Linked DNA regions of Mus musculus: region 1 is linked to region 2. The links are chromatin contacts, called in public promoter capture Hi-C maps. All regions are on one chromosome and are shown on one strand. Each heading gives the region's core, a stretch centred on a gene start, on an enhancer-like site or on the middle of the called end of the contact. The rest is flanking DNA. Distances are from core to core; before and after follow the strand shown.

Region 1 (4,067 bases), core at 1,071-3,570, 1.4 Mb after region 2:
AATTTTTGTTGAATTCCCAGCCAGTTAACAGTTGAGATAGTTAATTCTCCGGTATCAGGTTCTTGCACATCTTCCAATAATGAAGTCAGTAGACAGCAAAGGGAAATTTAGAAAACCATATTTGCCACGTTGAAACAATTCAAAGAGGACAGTCAAGACTCAAACACATCCTCTGAGATCCTTGCCAGTGGCAGGATGCCAACCAAGATTCAGTGTCAGGGCTGCAGCTCTATGCTCTCAGCAGTCTTCAGGGTACAAATTAAGAAAGATTGTGGGAGTTACAGTTGCATGTCCTCAACAGGCCTCAGGGTGCCTAGCCCATAAGTTACAAGTGTTACAGCCCTGTGATCTCACCAGGCTTCAGGGGGACACACAAAAACTGTTGGTAAGTATTACAGTTTGAACGCTGTTAGGGGCTTTGGAGTGCTAGCCAATAGCAATCCCTGGCAGAACAATTCTGCAGAGTGATCATTGACAGGGGTAACAAGCCTAGCATACCTCCTGTCTCTGGCAGGTCTTGAAGGCTTGAGTTGCAAATCTCTGCAAGTCTCTGAAGCAATGAATCTTGGGTAGTCCAAGTAGTTGCATGAATGAATTACCTTCTGAATTCAAAATATGAAGCTTTGTGGACTGAAGGAAGATGAGTCCCCCAACCTGCAGCTGCAGAAAGAGCCTGTAGACTGCTCTGAGCACATTCTCTGCCCGGGACAGAAGCCTCCAGTGTGGCAAGACTCTTAACTAGTCTGTCTCCTCTCTGAAAACTTAAAGGCATTCTTCTTTCTCAGGAGAAAGTCTGGGAGCCAAGCTCCTGGTCAGACAGGGATCCAGCTGAGAGCAGGACTTCATCTTTAGGCCTCTTCTTCTGCAAAAAAGGGGAACATGTGAGGGCCAGGACACAGGTCAGAACCAGAAGACTTCAGAGAGTCAGAATCCTGCCTGCCTGGGTGCCTGGTTCTGAAGTCCTCCTCCTCCTCCTCCTCCTCCTCCTCCTCCTCCTCCTCCTCCTCCTCTTCCTCCTCCTCCTTCTTTCTCTCTCTCTCTCTCTCTCTCTCTCTCTCTCTCTCTCTCTCTCTCTCTCTCTCTCTCTCTCTCTTCTCCAAGGAATAATCTGTGAAGGATGATTTTCCAGAGTTCTCCTCTATTACACTCAACCAGGTGGTCTCTGATTAGCCAAATGTGTGTACTTGGCATGTGTGTGTGTGTGTGTGTGTGTGTGTGTGTGTGTGTGTGTGTACATGTGTCTGTGTGGTGTGTATTTAGATATTTTTAATTAATTTTTTGAGATTTTAATTTATTTATTTATGTATTTACAACATTTCCACCCCTCCTCCTTCTCTTCTTTTAACTCTGGCCACCATTCCTCACAAATTCATGGCCTCTTCTTTAGTTATCACACACACACACACACACACACACACACACACACACGTGTGCACACATATGTACACGTACTTTCTCAACTGTCTCTGAGCCTTAGGTGTAGGGGTTTCATTGTTGGTATATCAGTTAGGTCTGGGCACCCATGCTCACTTACTCGTTATAGATAGTTGTAGTAGTCGTCTCCATCTACAATAAAAAGAAGCATCGTTGATGAGGGGCAGAGCTACACTTATCTGTGCGTGAGTAAGTATTTAGAATGCAGCTAGGTTTAGGGAACTGGCAGTGGTAGGCTCTCCTCTAGGATTCATAACCTTTAGGTTATGGCACATTTAGTGACTTCGTTAGTTACCTCTGGGTTATCGCCTCTGAAATTATGATGTGATTGGTGGCTTTGTTCACAGTACCAGTCATGGATTTCCTTCTGGTAAGCAGGCTCTAAGTCCAATAAGAACCAGTCAGGGTTTTTGTTTTTTGTTTTTTTCATCATTCCCAGAAGCTGTTTCATGGTTGGTTGGTGACAATGGGCTGTCTGTGAGAAGGCTGCTCTGAGTGACTCCTTGCCTTTCCAGATCTGGGGGCTTTTCTTCCTCTGTCATAGTCTTGCTATTTCCTTGTGATAAGTCTTCAAGAGTGGGATGCCCAGTAAAGAGAGTGTGCACTCTTCTCACCTATGGCCCCTAGCTGGGACAGGCCATCCCTCTGTAATTATAACTTAGTTTTTCTTATGTCTGTGAGGAATCATCAGATTATGGCCGCTGTAACACCTCCTCTCATCAGCCCTACATCTATAAGGGAGCTCTACACAACACAACAAAGGAAGTTTAAGTGAGGTCATTGGGGAGGTGTTGAAATGGTGGAAATTCCATGGTTGAAACAAAAGTGAAAGGGACAGACCTGGAGGGAGTGACTGTGTATAAAGGCACACGTCCACTAAAGGCCCCCAGCCAGCAACTACTCCTGCCATCCACTCCTGAGCCAGTTACCCTCCAGAGCAACATGATGCTCAAGGTATCGTAGCACTTGATGGCGCTTGCCTAAACTGCCTTCCTGGCTTGATTCTTCCTTTCTCAATCAGTTGGTCTTTTGCTAGCTATCTGCTCTGCTGCAGAAAGGACATCTTAGCTTTGCTTATGGTCTCTGAGCTGCCTGATTTAGCTATCTGTTGGCTTTCATCAGTATTTGACAGACAATGCCCATGATCCCATTGCTTCCTCCTAGCAAGAGAGTTAGGCCTGGTAAGTTCACTGAACCTCCACCTCTTGGTTTTGTGTGTGTCCTCTGTGGGACAGGAGCACATCTGTGATGGGAGCACAGGGGCACATCTGTAATTATCTATTTGCTCTCATGTACCCTGTAGTCCCCTGGCAGGTTTTTTAAGTTGGATGGCCTCATTTACTGGTTTGGCAGTTTAGAGAACAGTGCACAGGGAACTTGCCAGGGCTCCTGACACTTATTATAAAACGAATGACTCCATACTCCGCTTTAATCTATACATTAGTCACAGGAGCTTACTAAAAAGATAGACAAGTGCCCCTATAAAGTCAAGCACGCCAGCAAGACATTTGACTTGTAGATGAAGGATGACTCACAGGAATCTGAGTGGAGCTATTGTCCCCCTTATGATCTCTCCCTCCATGGTCAGGGAGGGCGGCTTGTTCTTTGGCTCTCAGATCGTGTTCAGCACTATCAGGTCAGGGGAGCCCAGTGGTCTGTCGTAAATCACATAAGCAGTGCCAGCCCGATGCCTTGAGATCTATGCTGCTGTTCCTCATCTGCTATTCATCAAATGTTTAACTGGTACTTGGAAATCAAGCCAGCTGATTATTATTGAGTCCATTCTTTTCCCTCCTTCCCTCCTCTTCTGCATATAAAATGCTTGTCAAAATACTTACCAGTAGGAAAAACAGCATCATTGTCTTCCTCGGCCCTAAACAGAAACATCCACAGCAATATCTGTTTGCTCTCCAGGCTGGCTCGGCTCCCGCTTTCTCCTACTGCAAGCTCTCTTGGTTTTTCTGTCAAAGTTTTACAAATGTAACAAATGTTCCATTCTCTTGAAAATGACAGTCGTTATATGACCTATAAATCTGAAGACTCTAAGGATAGGGCTATGGCTGAGACAGGAGAATTGTCCAAAGTTCAAAGCCAGCCTGAGCTACATAGTGAGTCCAGTTTAGCCAGGGCCACACAGAAAGACCCTGCCTCAGAAAGAAAAAGAAAAGAAGAGAAAAAAGGGCTGGTGGGTAGAAGGTGGAAGATTTTCCTGTAGATGAGGGTTCTAGTCTCTGTCTCTACTTTGGCAGTAAGTCCATCGTGAGAGACTTTAGACCCTTCAGATTCTCCAATCTGACACGTCTTCTAGCTATTATTTGTAAATGGGCAATGTTACAGTCAGAGATGGAGAGGAAGTTAGGCAATAATGTGATTATCAAATGTGGAAAGGAAAATTACTTAATAGTTCACTAAGGAACTCCAAGTCAGGTATGTGGTGGAAGCCCCTTCCAGTTGGCTATTTTTAAATCATATTTTCCTGTGAAGGGACACAGAATCAAAATTATTACCTGTGGATTGAAGAGCTTGATAATTAAAGGAATCGCTAAGTCCTCTGCTAGTGGCAGGAGATGCTAATCCTCTTGCCGTGAGGGCTTGTGTCTGGTTTGATCACCTTCTACAAGTGATGGCCACAA
Region 2 (3,983 bases), core at 122-2,621:
CATAGATACGTACAGCCCAGTACAGGTCAGTTTCAAAGCATCTTTAATGGAACATACAAAACGAGAGGTCAAAATAACGTGGGGTTGAATAGTAATAATAAACCAACTCAGGTAACTCTGACTGGAGAGATGGCTCAGTGGTTAAAAGCACTTGCTGCTCTTCCAGGGGACCCAGGTTCAGTTCCCAGCACCTACATGGCAGCTCACAACCATCTATTTCTGCAATTCCAGCGACTCTGAGGCCCCTTCTGGTCTCTAGGGACCCACGTGTTATACAGACAGATAAAATCTTAAAACAAGAACAAAGCAACAAAAAGCCACTAACTTCATATACGGTTACACAAAATAGAGCAGGTTTATCCGTATCACAGAGTGCCCTTGCAGGACTCTTCCAAACCAACAGCAAGAAAAGCTGGAGACTTCTAAGCTCTAAATCCAGCCAGTTAGATGCTGAGGCCAGATGACCACAAGTTCGAGGCCAGTGTGGGTTACAAGTTAAGGCCGACCTCAGAAGTTTAGTGAGAGCCTGCTTCCAAAAAAAAAAAAATCATTTGGAGACAAGGAGCAGTCAGTACACTCTTCTCTCAGCCTCTGTATTCTTACCATGTTTTAACTTCAGCACTTTTCTTATATTTAGGTGAACATAGGTAACTCCTGACTAAAACTCCCAATGTTCTGTCTTGGAAAAGTGTTAGTATAACTTTAGGAAGTCAAAAATCCTATTTATTCTTAATGTAACATAAGAGAGGTTAGACAAGTTAGAGTTCCTCTTCAGAGTAAGGTCTTTAAAGAAATGACTGAGCTTGACGGAGCACACCTTCGATCCCTGCGCCTCAGAGGCAGAGGCCAGTGGATCTGAGAGAGCTCAAGCCAGTCTGGTTTTCCTAGCAAAGTTCCCCGGCTAGCCCGCCTCAAAATAAGCTATCGTTAAAAGAAAAAGGGAGGACGCTATTTTTGCAAATCTTAGCAATGTCTCTTGTAAGCGTCACATTTGAAAACATCGTATTCCTGCCTTGGAGTAAAGGAATAAAGGGTGCCTAATAAAGGTGGACCAGCGCTCGGGCTGCACTCTAGGGGCAGGGCAGTTTAAGTGACAGCCACAGCGGCCATCCCCTCGGGTGCAAGAGGGAAGCGCAGCCCGGGGAAGGATCGGCGAGCAGGGGATGGGACGGCGGGGCGGCCACTCACCTGGCCCGTGACCTGGAACGGAAGCAGAGACACGAGTTAGAGAAACGCAGTCCGGGCGCCAGCGTCCGCCCCAGACCCTTCTCCTTCCAGCCCGTACTCACCTCCGACTTGGCATCCAGCACGGGCTCCCTGAACCCAGACTCCTCCATGACCACAGTGTGATCCACCGGCCAGCACTTCCGCTTCCGGACCTAGGCCCCGCCCACTCACGCTAGGTTGCGGAGAATAGATTTCTATGTAATTCGAGTTTTGTCTCAGTTAAACATCAGTTTTATGAGATACTGGGAAAGGGAAAGTTCTGTGGGGGGGAGAAAGGTCCAGAGACGTGCAGGAAACCTGGTGGAGGACTCGTGACATCCAGGATGTCGGCTCCCCCATCGTAGGGCAAGAAGTGGGCTCATCTCTGCGCAAGCGCAAAGTCACTGTGCCTGCAGTGACACCAATCGGCTTGTGGCCACACCCCTAGTGTGGACTCTGGTGTGACTATAACTACAATTGTCTAGCGAGAACTCTTCCCTGGGACCGAGTTCACCGGCTTAGCCTGACTTAAGGAGGGTGGAGCCTTTTTAAAATCTCTGCTATTACTCCAAATTTCAGCAGCAACTTCTCATCCTGTCTTCTCTTCTGTTGACACCAGATGCATTCTGCAGAGAATATCCACACTGATTTTTATTCTCCTGCCAATATTTTATTTAGGAGAAAAAAAAAAAACCTTGAAAATATTTTCATACAAGTTGCAAATAATAACATGCCACCCACATTTACCAACGGTTACAGCTTTACTGTACAAATGTGCTTAACGATTTTTTCTTAAATAAATGAGCGCTTGTCTCCTAAGAACACTCTAACCAAGAGGAACACTCCTCCATTGTTGGTGGGATTGCAAGCTTGTACAACCACTCTGGAAATCAGTCTGGCGGTTCCTCAGAAAATTGGACATAGTACTACCGGAAGTTCCCGCAATACCTCTCCTGGTCATATATCCAGAAGATGTCCCAACCGGTAAGAAGGACACATGCTCCACTATGTTCATAGCAGCCTTATTTATAATAGCCAGAAGCTGGAAAGAACCCAGATGCCCCTCAACAGAGGAATGGATACAGAAAATGTGGTACATTTACACAATGGAGTACTACTCAGCTATTAAAAAGAATGAATTTATGAAATTCCTAGGCAAATGGATGGACCTGGAGGGCATCATCCTGAGTGAGGTAACCCAATCACAAAAGAACTCAAATGATATGTACTCACTGATAAGTGGATATTAGCCCAGAAACTTAGAATACCCAAGATATAAGATACAATTTATGAAACTCAAGAAGAAAGAAGACCAAAGTGTGGACACTTTGCCCCTTCTTAGAAATGGGAACAAAACACCCATGGAAGGAGTTACAGAGACAAAGTTTGGAGCAGAGACAAAAGGATGGACCATCTAGAGACTGCCATATCCAGGGATCCATCCCATAATCAGCCTCCAAACGCTGACATCATTGCATTCACTAGCAAGATTTTGCTGAAAGGACCCAGATATAGCTGTCTCTTGTGAGACTATGCCGGGGCCTAGCAAACACAGAAGTGGATGCTCACAGTCAGCTATTGGAGGGATCACAGGGTTCCCAATGGAGGAGCTAGAGAAAGTACCCAAGGAGCTAAAGGGGTCTACAACTTTATAGGTTTAACAACAATATGAACTAACCAGTACCCTGGAGCTCATGTCTCTAGCCGCATATGTATCAGAAGATGGCCTAGTCGGCCATCACTGGAAAGAGAGGCCCATTGGACATGCAAACTTTATATGCCTCAGTACAGGGGAATGCCAGGGCCAAAAAGTGGGGGGGAGTGGGGGGGAGGGTATGGGGGACTTTTGGGATAGCATTGGAAATGTAAATGAGGAAAATACCTAATAAAATATATGTATATATATATATATAAAAGAACACTCTAACCATAAGTCTGGAAACTCAACATCAATCCAAGTAAGGCATGTAAATAGCTGGTGCTTCCTCAAAGGCTTGGGACAGAATCTGCTTTTCAATTCATTCAAGTTGTTGTTAGGGCTTAATTTCATGCAGGTTCTTATTTTGCTAGTTTTCAAGGATTCTCGGGTTTTAGAGACGATTCATACCCATGTCTTTGTGTCTTCACTGCCATTGCAAAGCCAAATAGTAAAACACGTCTCCCTCATGTTTGCTAATCTAACTAGACAATTTCTCCTTTCCTTTCTTTTACCTACATTCTCTGTTTTTAAGGCTTCAGATGGTTAAGTAATGCGTACTCAAATGATCTAGAATAATTTCCATAGGCATTAAAGTATATAACTGAAATTACATATTCTGAATAATCCCTATATTACAGTTTTGTTGAATAGAGATGTTATCTTTATAGGCTGAACATCTTTAGAGGTCCACTTACCACAAAATAGCTCACTTCGGATTGCTGAACTGTACTAGTTAAAGTACATACAGCAAACACCAAGAACTATGCCATGCATGCTGTAGTTGAAAATCTAAAACAATCTCTAGCCAGTATTATCGGGCTTACTTAAATGTACTAAATAACTTGCAGAAAAGAATCCCTGTATGAGCCGGGCGTGGTGGCGCACGCCTTTAATCCCAGCACTCGGGAGGCAGAGGCAGGTGGATTTCTGAGTTCGAGGCCAGCCTGGTCTACAGAGTGAGTTCCAGGACAGCCAGGGCTATACAGAGAAACACTGTCTCGGAAAAACAAAAACAAAAACAAACAAACAAACAAACACGGACAGACGGAGCTCCATCCCTGGAGGCACATGGCAGAAA

The links. Promoter capture Hi-C pulls out the DNA fragments that hold promoters and counts their contacts.
Region 1: a contact with region 2 is called in a promoter capture Hi-C map of pre-B cells. The contact joins the promoter of Acod1 here to the promoter of Commd6 in region 2. A contact is called at or near these places in 3 of 39 promoter capture datasets (embryonic stem cells, hippocampal neurons and pre-B cells), 1 of 15 datasets of contacts at CTCF or cohesin (the NIH/3T3 cell line), 1 of 484 Hi-C or Micro-C datasets (B cells) and 2 of 115 datasets of contacts at active chromatin or transcription factors (large pre-B cells and stem cell-derived neural progenitor cells).

The regions. Positions count from the first base shown.
Region 1 is chr14:103,044,692-103,048,758 of GRCm38.p6, forward strand. It overlaps Acod1 (aconitate decarboxylase 1), which reads left to right and starts at 2,321. Exons shown (of 5, transcript NM_008392.1): 1 at 2,321-2,388. The coding sequence starts at 2,377. Gm41235 (predicted gene, 41235) reads right to left here and starts at 4,049. Exons shown (of 4, transcript NR_168885.1): 1 at 3,942-4,049; 2 at 3,273-3,395; 3 at 1,535-1,566; 4 at 1-862.
Region 2 is chr14:101,639,100-101,643,082 of GRCm38.p6, forward strand. Commd6 (COMM domain containing 6) reads right to left here and starts at 1,372. Exons shown (of 4, transcript NM_001033132.3): 1 at 1,290-1,372; 2 at 1,189-1,200. The coding sequence starts at 1,337.